Regions from separate parts of the Mus musculus genome. Here region 2 is linked to region 1. Evidence: chromatin contacts called from public promoter capture Hi-C data. All regions are on one chromosome and are shown on one strand. The core of a region is the stretch at or near the end of the contact, and the rest is flanking DNA. Distances in the headings are between cores, read along the strand shown. Region 1 overlaps Trap1 (TNF receptor-associated protein 1). Region 2 overlaps Srl (sarcalumenin).

Region 1 (4,387 bases), core at 715-3,214:
CGGTCTCCGAGATCTGGGATTACATAGTAGCTTAGTTAGTACTTTGGAGTTGAATGCTGGGATGTGTTTGGTGTGTGCCAGTCTTGCCCTGAGAGGGTTTTACCCTGGGACTGCTGTACTGCCCACTGCCCCTGAGCAGGACTGAGGAGCAGCGCCCCCTGCTCTTCCTGCTCCTCCTTTACCACCCATGGAGGTTTCCGTTGGTGCAGGGGTTCTAATGTTCCTGTCTTCTCAGGTGTGGTGGATAGTGAGGACATTCCCCTGAACCTCAGCAGAGAGCTCCTGCAGGAGAGTGCGCTCATCCGGTAAGCCCAGACTGCAAATAGCAGGGCACTCCTGTGGTGGCTGGCCTTGACTTGATTCTGCCCCGGGTGTGCTTTTCAGAAGCCAAGACCAAAGGGTGAAGAGAGACCTGAGGGCAGGATCCCTCCCTGACCTTCTAGGTGTTCTGACCTAGTGAGCAACTCATTCTGTAGTCAGGAAGAGTTTGGGTTTGGCTGAGCAACTGCTGAGGTTGGATCTAGAAATAGTGGTGCTATGCTGGGACCAGGCTGAGGCCTACACTGTCAGGAGCCTCAGCTGCAAGTAATGCCTTAGGAAGCACTTGTAGCAATTGCATAGTTGTTTATTTACCCAGGCTCTTGGGAGTATACGTTACTTTCCCCATTAAATACAAATTACAATGAATGAGGAAAGAACTTGGTCCTTTTCCTCAGCCCACTTTGATGTTGCTAACCCACATGGAGAATGGGTGCCAGGGGGTGCAGGGTGGCTCCAGGCTCCATGGTGCTTTTCCTTGCTGTGGTGAAGGTGGGTGGTACATGTGCAGGTGTGGGCTCCAAATGTCTGGGGAGAACACAGCTGCATTGCTCCCCATCAATGTGGACTAGCTTTGAAGAATTATGGTGTTGAAAGATGGCTCATCCCTGCCACCCAGCCTGGGTATGGCCACAGTTGGAGAGATTCTAGACACCATGTCTCAGAGTTGAATGAGGCAGGGGTCACCCTAGAACCAAGAATATAGTTTGACTTGGGTCTGGGATGCTCTTCTTTTTTATTTATTTATTTTAAAGATTTATTTATTTATTTATTTATTTTATGTATATGAGTACACTGTAGCTGTCTTCAGACACACCAGAAGAAGGCATTGGATCCCATTATAGATGGTTGTGAGCCACCTTATGGTTGTACGGAGTTGAACTCATGACCTCTGGAAGAGCGGCCAGTGCTCTTAACCACTGAGCCATCTCTCCAGCCCTGGAACGCTCTTCTGAAACTAGGAGGTCAGGCCTGTGGAGACACAGCTCTTAGATTCCTAGAGCCGAGTTAGCTGTGCTTCAGTGCCCAGTCTGACTGAGCAGTCATGTTCATGTCTGCCCGGAGCTGCCTTAGACCCTGAGGCACTCTGTTCCTGGGTGCCTAAGTGGCAGAGAGAGGTGTAGAACCAGCACCTCCTTCCTGCCTGTGGCCAATCTTTTGAAGAAGGAGCTGCTTTGTTCACAGTGTTCAGAGAATCGGGAGCTTCCCAAGTGGAAGATCCACTCTGGGCCTTCTGAGGCATTGCTGTCTTCCTGGTGCCGTTCTCTGTGTGTCGGTGTGTCACCAACCTACAAAGATTTCTTTCTACCCAGTGGAACCTCAGAAGCAGCAGTAGGCCTTGCTGTATCATTGTCGCTGTCTGTCCTCCAGCCCCACTGTCTGCAGCTTTTATCCTTCAGTTGTGAGCATCCAGGTTTCTGTGATGTCCTGTGTCTCCTGGGAGACATAATGGCATAGTGGAGTAGAGAGGGACCTAACAGGGAAAATAAAGACTGTTGAGGAAATCGGGTACCCCTTATAAGAGCGTGGCGGCTCTGGCAGCTGCACCAGGTCCACTCCAGCTAACGTCTTATGCCATACACTTCAGCATTTCCGAGATTGTGTAGCTGTGACTGGAGAGTTGTTGAAATCTCAAGGGAGAGTTGGTTTCTATCTTGAGAAAGTCTTGTGACCCTCTCTCCTCCTGGAGAAGGAAGTGTAGTCACCATAGTGGGAGCTATCTGCTGTCTGATTTTCTTCATTCGCTGTGTGGTTGCCAACTGCTCTATCCTTTGCTTCTGGTGGCAATGTACTGTGGAGGCCAGAGGAGGTAACCTCAGTTCACTTGCCTTTCCCAGAGGGATTCCCTTGGCAATCAGGCCAGTCACCCTGTGGAGTGGGCCTGCCCTTGGAAATGGTCGATGCTCCCAGGAACGAGCACAAGAGCCTGTCCTGAGGGTGGAGCGGGTTTGGCTTGTCCTTGGTGGGTGATGTTCACCTAGGGGAAGTCTTTGAGGCTTCTCTCCATTCTCGGTGCGGACCGTGTGCAGGTCTGTGAGCTGGTACACACACATTGTTGGTGTCTTGGTTTTTTTTCTGCTGTTTTTGTTTGTTTGCTTTACTGGTTATTAACAAGCAGACACGCTACCCTGAGCTGCCTTCCCACCACCAGTGCTGCTTTACTTAGAAGATTGTAGATGTGATCCTCAGCAGATTGTCAGTATATTATTCATGGCTTTTTAAGTGGTGTTAGATTGAACTCAGAGATACATACATGCTAGACAACCCCTTTCCATGGTACTCAGTAGTGTTTTAAAAATATTTAATGCAGTGCGGACTGATGACCCATTTTAGTCAGGGAGCAATCCATTCCTGTTGATACATATCATATTCTCCTATTATTCTGGTTTAGAGCTGCCTTTGCACTGACTCCTGTCCCTTCAGCAAGCCTCACTGGGCCCCTTGTGCTAGTCCAGGCATACCAGGCACTGGGATCCATGGCTCTGTTTTATCAGAGCAATAGAAAACCTAACAAAGACAGTGACCCTCTTTCTTTTTTTTTTTGAGATTTATTTATTTTACATACATGAGTACACTGTCAGTGTCTTCAGACTCTCAGACTCACCAGAAGAGGACATTAGATCCTACTACAGATGGTTGTAAGCCACTATGTGGTGCCAGGAATTGAACCCAGGACCTCTGAAAGAGTAGTCAGTGTTCTTAACTGCTGAGCCATCTCTCCAGTCCCCCAGTGACTGTCTTTTACTAAAGCCCACTTCTGTGCGCTTGATCCTGATTGCCTTTATGGATAATGCAGTAAAAAATGTCCTGATTACAGAGTGACACTTTGCCAAGCTATACAGTGTATATGTAATATGCTTAGTATGTCCCAGGCTATGCAGGAATTCATACACCTACCTAAGGACAAACAGCTCTGCAGCATACGCTCAGTCTTTCCATGAATACACACTGAAGTTTGCCTGGGTTTGCTTGGGTTTGCTTTGGTTTAGTTTTTTCCAGCAGACCTTTGCTCCTACCTCTAGAACTGTTAGGTGACATTTCTGGTCGGCTTCAGCATGATCCACTTTAACCCTGAGCCTGTTCGTAGTGATTTTGTCACGTGCTTCAGTGCAGGCGCCTCTCCTTGTTTCTCATATGTGATCCCTGCTGGTGCTCAGGAGATGCCCACTACTGATTGTCCTGTGGAATTCAGTTTGTACCACCACCCACCTGCAGAGCATCCTAGCGAGCTTCTCATTAGGGGGCAGCACAGTGTCTCTTGTTCTATAGTTTCCCTTTGGCTCCGGGTGTGTACGCCCGCCCCCTTACTTGACAGAAAGCTTTGTTCACAGTGAGTAACTTGTGTTCTGTAGGAAACTCCGGGATGTTCTACAACAGAGATTGATCAAGTTCTTCATTGACCAGAGTAAAAAAGATGCTGAAAAATACGCAAAGTTTTTTGAAGATTATGGCTTGTTCATGAGGGAGGGCATTGTGACCACTGCAGAGCAAGACATCAAGGTAGGATGATCTCGGTCCTCCCTGTCAGCCTCAGCCCTGTTGCTACAGAGGAAGCTGGTAGAGGCTGTCCTGGATGTGGTGACAAGTCACATGGGCAGCAGTTGGAACACTGGGCTTCTGGGTCTGTCCTCATAGATACAGCAGGTCTGCATGTGTTCTTACCTGTGTTAGCCAGGCTCCAGGCACTGACAGAACATCTGACAAAAGCTACTCAAAGCCATAGTTATCTGCTTCAGTTAGCTGGAGCCGAAACAGAATTCCTGTGCGTTTTTTTTCTCTCTATTTTACCTGGGCCCCCTGTCTATGCAGTGGTGCCACTGAGACTCAGAAATTAACTGAGTGCGCCTCCTCAGTCAGCTGTGGCTCCTTCAAGTTGACTTTCTCAGATACTTTGTCACTGGGGAAAGGAACAGAACAGAGTGCTTAGATCTGTAAAAACTGCTGGAATCCATTGATACAGGGGAGGGGCTTGGAGCATCCTTGCAGGCCCACGTAGAGGTGTGCTTTGTGTCTCCTAGGCACTTCTCCATCCAGTCAGGGTGGTGGTCAAGATCAGCCATCACATACC
Region 2 (4,762 bases), core at 1,218-3,717, 440 kb before region 1:
GCTTGGTTTTAAAATAGTAAAGTAAAACATACTTGTTGCCAGATGGTGGTGGTGGCGGCGGCGCACGCCTTTAATCCCAGCACTTGGGAGGAAGAGACAGGCGGATTTCTGAGTTTGAGGCCAGCCTGGTCTACACAGTGAGTTCTAGGACAGTCAGGGCTATACAGAGAAACCCTGTCTCGAAAAAAAACCAAAACCAAAAACAAAAAACAAAAAACATACTTGTTTCAACTGTATTCAAATAATATAAAAATATAAATTGAATAATAAAGCCTGGCATGACGGTGTAGAGCTGTAATCCTAGATTTTGGGAGGCACAGGCAGGAGAGTTGTAACTGTGCGGACAGATTAGGCTACACAGTGAGTTCTGGGCTACTACATGGCAAGGCCCTGTCCCCAAAATACACCATCACACCATGTTGCCCCCTCCCACACACAATTTGTTTCTTAATCTCCAATTTATCCAGTTCCACTCCCAGAGACACCCACAGTTTGTTTGAGGGCTCAAAACTATAGGATGTAATAGATTCTTCTAGACATTTCTTCTATATCTATGAATATAGGAATGTCTCTTTCTTCTTACATACATGGGATCATATTATACCAAGTGTGCATATGTATATGTATGTACATGTGTGTGTATACATATAGATGTATGTGCATGCATGCATGACTCACCATTATTCTTTATTGAAGCTTCTTGCCTGTCTTCTAAGAATACACCACGTTCTATACAACCAGAATCTAATTTCTGAGGCACAATAGGTGCTGTACACTTTCTAAATTTTAAAATATAAAGGCAAATATCTGTGAGTTTGAAGCCAGCCTGCTCTACATAGTGAGACGATGGCAGCCAGAGCTCAAAAAGAAAAAAAAAAAAAACAAATGTTTTGGTTTTGGGGGAGGGGGCAGAAAAGCTAGGTGTGATAGCACACACCTTTAATCCCAGCACTCAGGAGGCAGAGGCAGGTGGATCTCTGTGAGTTCAAGGCCATCCTGGTCCACAGAGTGACTTCCAGGACGGCCAGGGCTACACAGAGAAACCTTATCTTGAAAACGACAACAAACAAACGAGTAGGGCTAGCGAGGGGGCTCAGCAAGTAGAAGCACTTGCATCTAAGCGTGAGTTCAGTTCCTGAACGCCACACGGTGGGAGAGAATCAGGCCCCACAAGGCCCTTCTGGCCTCGATACACACACCAAGCTGTGCACCCCCAATACATACATACATACATACATACATACATACATATGTTCCAAAGCTGGGCATGCTGGCTATGCCTGTAGTCTCAGCACTTGTAAGGCTGAGGCAATAGAATGACTAAGGATTTAGAGCCAGCCTGGGCTACAGAATGAATTTCAGGCCACCATAGGCTTTAGAGTGGGATGCTATCTAAACAAAATGAAATTAAACCATTCCAAACACTAGCATAATTCATATATTTTGTGTACAGATATTTGTAAGACATGTTTTGCTTGCTTGTTTGTCCTTAAAATAGTACAGCAAAGGGGTTGACAAGATGGCATAGTAGGCAAATGTACCTGCAGCCCAGACAGCCTTAATTCAATCCCTGGACCTGTATGGTAAGAAAAGAGAACCAACTCCCGTAATTTATCTTCTGGCATACCCCGGCCCCACAAATACATGTTTAAAAATTATTATAGAACACTAGAATTAAGTATTTTAATCATTGTTAGAAAATTGCCTTGAAATACTCCAATCTGTATTCACAAGAACATACCAGAGAATTCTTGTTCCACCATGGTTTGCCATCTTTAAAAGTGTGACTCATTTTTCAGTGCTGGGGACACAACCCCAGACTTTAGATATGCTAAGCAGGTGCCCTGCCACTGAGCTATATCCACAGCTACTCTAACTCCTGGTTTAAAGCTTTCATAATTGTTATTTTTTTCTTTTCAGTTCTGGGGATGGAACCCAGGGCCCTGAGCATCCTAGGCAAGTGCTCTACTACAGAGCTATAACCCCAGCCCTTGTTTTAATTGTAAATCACATGACAAATCTCTTCCTGTGTTACCTGGCAATTTCCATATTAGCCTAATGCCTATTGAGTAGCTGTGTATCTGAGGGCACATTTGTTCCTACTCTACAGAACAGGAATCTAATGCCAGGCAGTGCTGGTTGCCCTGGCCACTGTCAGGACCCCGGCCCCATTCCTTTCCCCAGGGGATGAATGCCCTGTGCTGTCGGTTCCTATACCATTCTTACAGGCCTAAGAGCCCGCCGCCCGCCGCTCCTGCTTCTTCGAGCGCGTGCAGGCCTGGTGTGAGGTCACAGAACAGTGGCTGGCTTTCTTCTGTCCTCTGTACTTGTCTCCCTACTCTGACACCAAGAGTGGCATGACCCTCCCAGGGAAACTCCAAACTTAAAGCCTCAGTGGCCAAGAGGCTGCCAGCTGCCCCTGGATTGGCTCTCAGCAAAGGCCAATTGGCTCTCTTCTGGCTTCCCTTTCTGGACTTGGCTTCTCTGTCCTAATGTCCTGCCAGCTTCCTGCATGCCCCCTATCCTTCAAGCTTATTGCTGGTCTCCCACATATGCCCACAATGCCCCCTGCTGTGCAGAATTGGAACAGCAACACTCGAAGCTCTGTCTCACATAACCAGCGCTGGCTTTTTGGAAAAATCCATAACTGGCATAACTCTCTTGAGATGCCTAATCGCCGTGTTCCCAGGCTGAGTGCCTCTCATGTGTGCTTACACACAAGAGGGAAGGGCCAGCCCACGACTTGTGCTCACCATACAGAAGCCATCATCTTTTAGGACTTTGCTTTACTCCCAAAGGAACAAAACCAGTATATCCAAAAGCCAGGTGCAGAAGGGATTCATGCTATACAAAAATGAATGTACAACACTGGTATACAACACAGTGTATACACAGTAAGGCAGCTGAAAAATGCCAGAAATTAGCATTAGTGTCCAGGGTAGTGGTACACAAATATAGATAGGCCCAGCTACCCTGGAGGCTGAGGCAAGAGAATCACTTGATTCTTGAGCCCAGGACTTTGAGAACATCCTGGGAAATATAACGTCCTCTCAAAAGAAAATAGAAAAAAAAAAAAAAAACCCACCCCAACTGGCCCAGCATTAGTTACCTAATAGAGAGTGTATTGTGGCCTAGACAGACTGGGGCTTTTTGTACTTCAGACTTTTGAGTCAGGACAGTATACAAAATTATAAGAAATAAATTTAAAAAAAGTTTAAGAAAGAAGACTGTATTTTGAGGTCTGTCTGCAGGCTCAGGAAGACAAAAGTCTGGAGAGCACAGGTGCTCAGTGCAGCTAGTTCAGAAAAGAAGTTAGAGGACCAGAAAGCAGCAATAAGAAACAGCATCTCTGTCTACAGCCTCTACCTGCTTCTTTGCCCAGATTTGGTTTTGTTTTCTATTTTTGCAGTAGTGGGGACTGAACCCAGGGCCTCGCACATACTATGTAAATGCTCTGCTAGTGAGCACCCTCCTAAACCACCATCTTTCTTTTGAAGACACTAGAGAATTCTGCTTCTCTCTCTCATACCCCTCTCCAGTAGCCTTGGCAGGGTGTGATTCCTAGCAGGGTGTCTTAGAGGACCTTGGCCTCAGGGACCAAGAATCTAAGGATTCCCAGTTTTCAGTGTTTGGTTTCAGACCCTGGAAGACTTGTCATGGACTAAGACTAATCTGAGCTTGAGGGGAGGATGTGAAGAGCCCCAGTGAAGAGATAAGGAGAGCTGCAAGCTGCAGATGGGCAGAGCCTGGAGCTCGGATGGCTCAACCTTGTCTATGCTTCTCCCATGTCCTTTCTTACTGTTGATTCAGGTAGCAAACTTCAATCTTCGAAATGCAGAAGTTTTGTCCTTTTTGTGAGACATTCTCTAGATTAAGCCAGGAGACTGTTCCCAGCGTGAGCACCAAGCCTGCAATCCAGCCAACTCCTCCTTCTGGTGCAGGCCAAAGATCTGGAAAAGGTCAAAACAATGGCTCCTGGTGTCTTTGGAGTGAATGCTCTTATAAAGCCCCTGACACAGTTTGATCCACACAGAACCCCACAAGCTCTGGATGACAGTGGGGGGACAGGGGGATGCAGAGTGCTTTGGAGAACAGTGCTGTGCCTGTCAAGTAAGAACTGATGTTAGGTCACGTCTGTTTCTGATTCCTGCAGACGGGGAGATTACTTCCAAGCCAATGGTGCTGTTCCTGGGACCGTGGAGTGTTGGCAAATCCACCATGATAAACTACCTCCTTGGGTTAGAAGATACTCGATACCAACTTTATACAGGTGAACACGGGGGGGGGTATAAATTGTGAAAGCAGATGAGAAATTATTGTATGCCTTTATAATATTAGTGGAGATAACATGTAAGAACCGGAAGCTTTGTCACCCCCATGGCAGCACTAGTCATAAAAGCCCAAAGTAGAAACACCTCAAGGGTCCATGGCTGGATGAAGTAGTCTGAGCACACAATGGAAAGGAGGGGGCTGGCAGTCAGGTCCCCAGGTCCCCATAGAAAAGGCAGGTGTGGCAGCACATGCGTCTGAGATTGCAGAACTTCTATAGGGAGATCGGGGCACCCCTGAAAGCTTAGCGGCAGTGACACTGAGGATACCCACGGTTGTCTGTCCTCCGACTTCCACCCCTGTGCTATGCAACACACACACACACATACACACACACACACACACACACACACACAGAGGAGTGAACCATGCCCGCTGTCACAACACATCAGAAACATCCTTGTCAAGGATAAACCTTGAAAACAATATGCTA

Evidence for each region. Promoter capture Hi-C pulls out the DNA fragments that hold promoters and counts their contacts.
Region 2: a promoter capture Hi-C map of the C10 cell line shows a contact between it and region 1, with 2.7 times the contacts expected there. The contact joins two enhancer-like sites. A contact is called at or near these places in 4 of 39 promoter capture datasets (the 3T3-L1 cell line, the C10 cell line and cranial neural crest) and 1 of 115 datasets of contacts at active chromatin or transcription factors (embryonic stem cells).

Annotation. Positions count from the first base shown.
Region 1 is chr16:4,048,783-4,053,169 of GRCm38.p6, reverse strand. It overlaps Trap1 (TNF receptor-associated protein 1), which reads left to right. Exons shown (of 18, transcript NM_026508.2): 11 at 236-305; 12 at 3,672-3,819. Among named protein-coding and RNA genes, the nearest start is that of Dnase1, 14 kb to the right of the region's middle. Within about 2 kb of position 1,964, at least 5 of the 459 cell types and tissues checked have an H3K27ac peak or open chromatin away from gene starts, as enhancers often do.
Region 2 is chr16:4,487,001-4,491,762 of GRCm38.p6, reverse strand. Srl (sarcalumenin) reads left to right here. Exons shown (of 7, transcript NM_175347.6): 5 at 4,154-4,270. Among named protein-coding and RNA genes, the nearest start is that of Srl, 34 kb to the left of the region's middle. Within about 2 kb of position 2,467, at least 127 of the 459 cell types and tissues checked have an H3K27ac peak or open chromatin away from gene starts, as enhancers often do.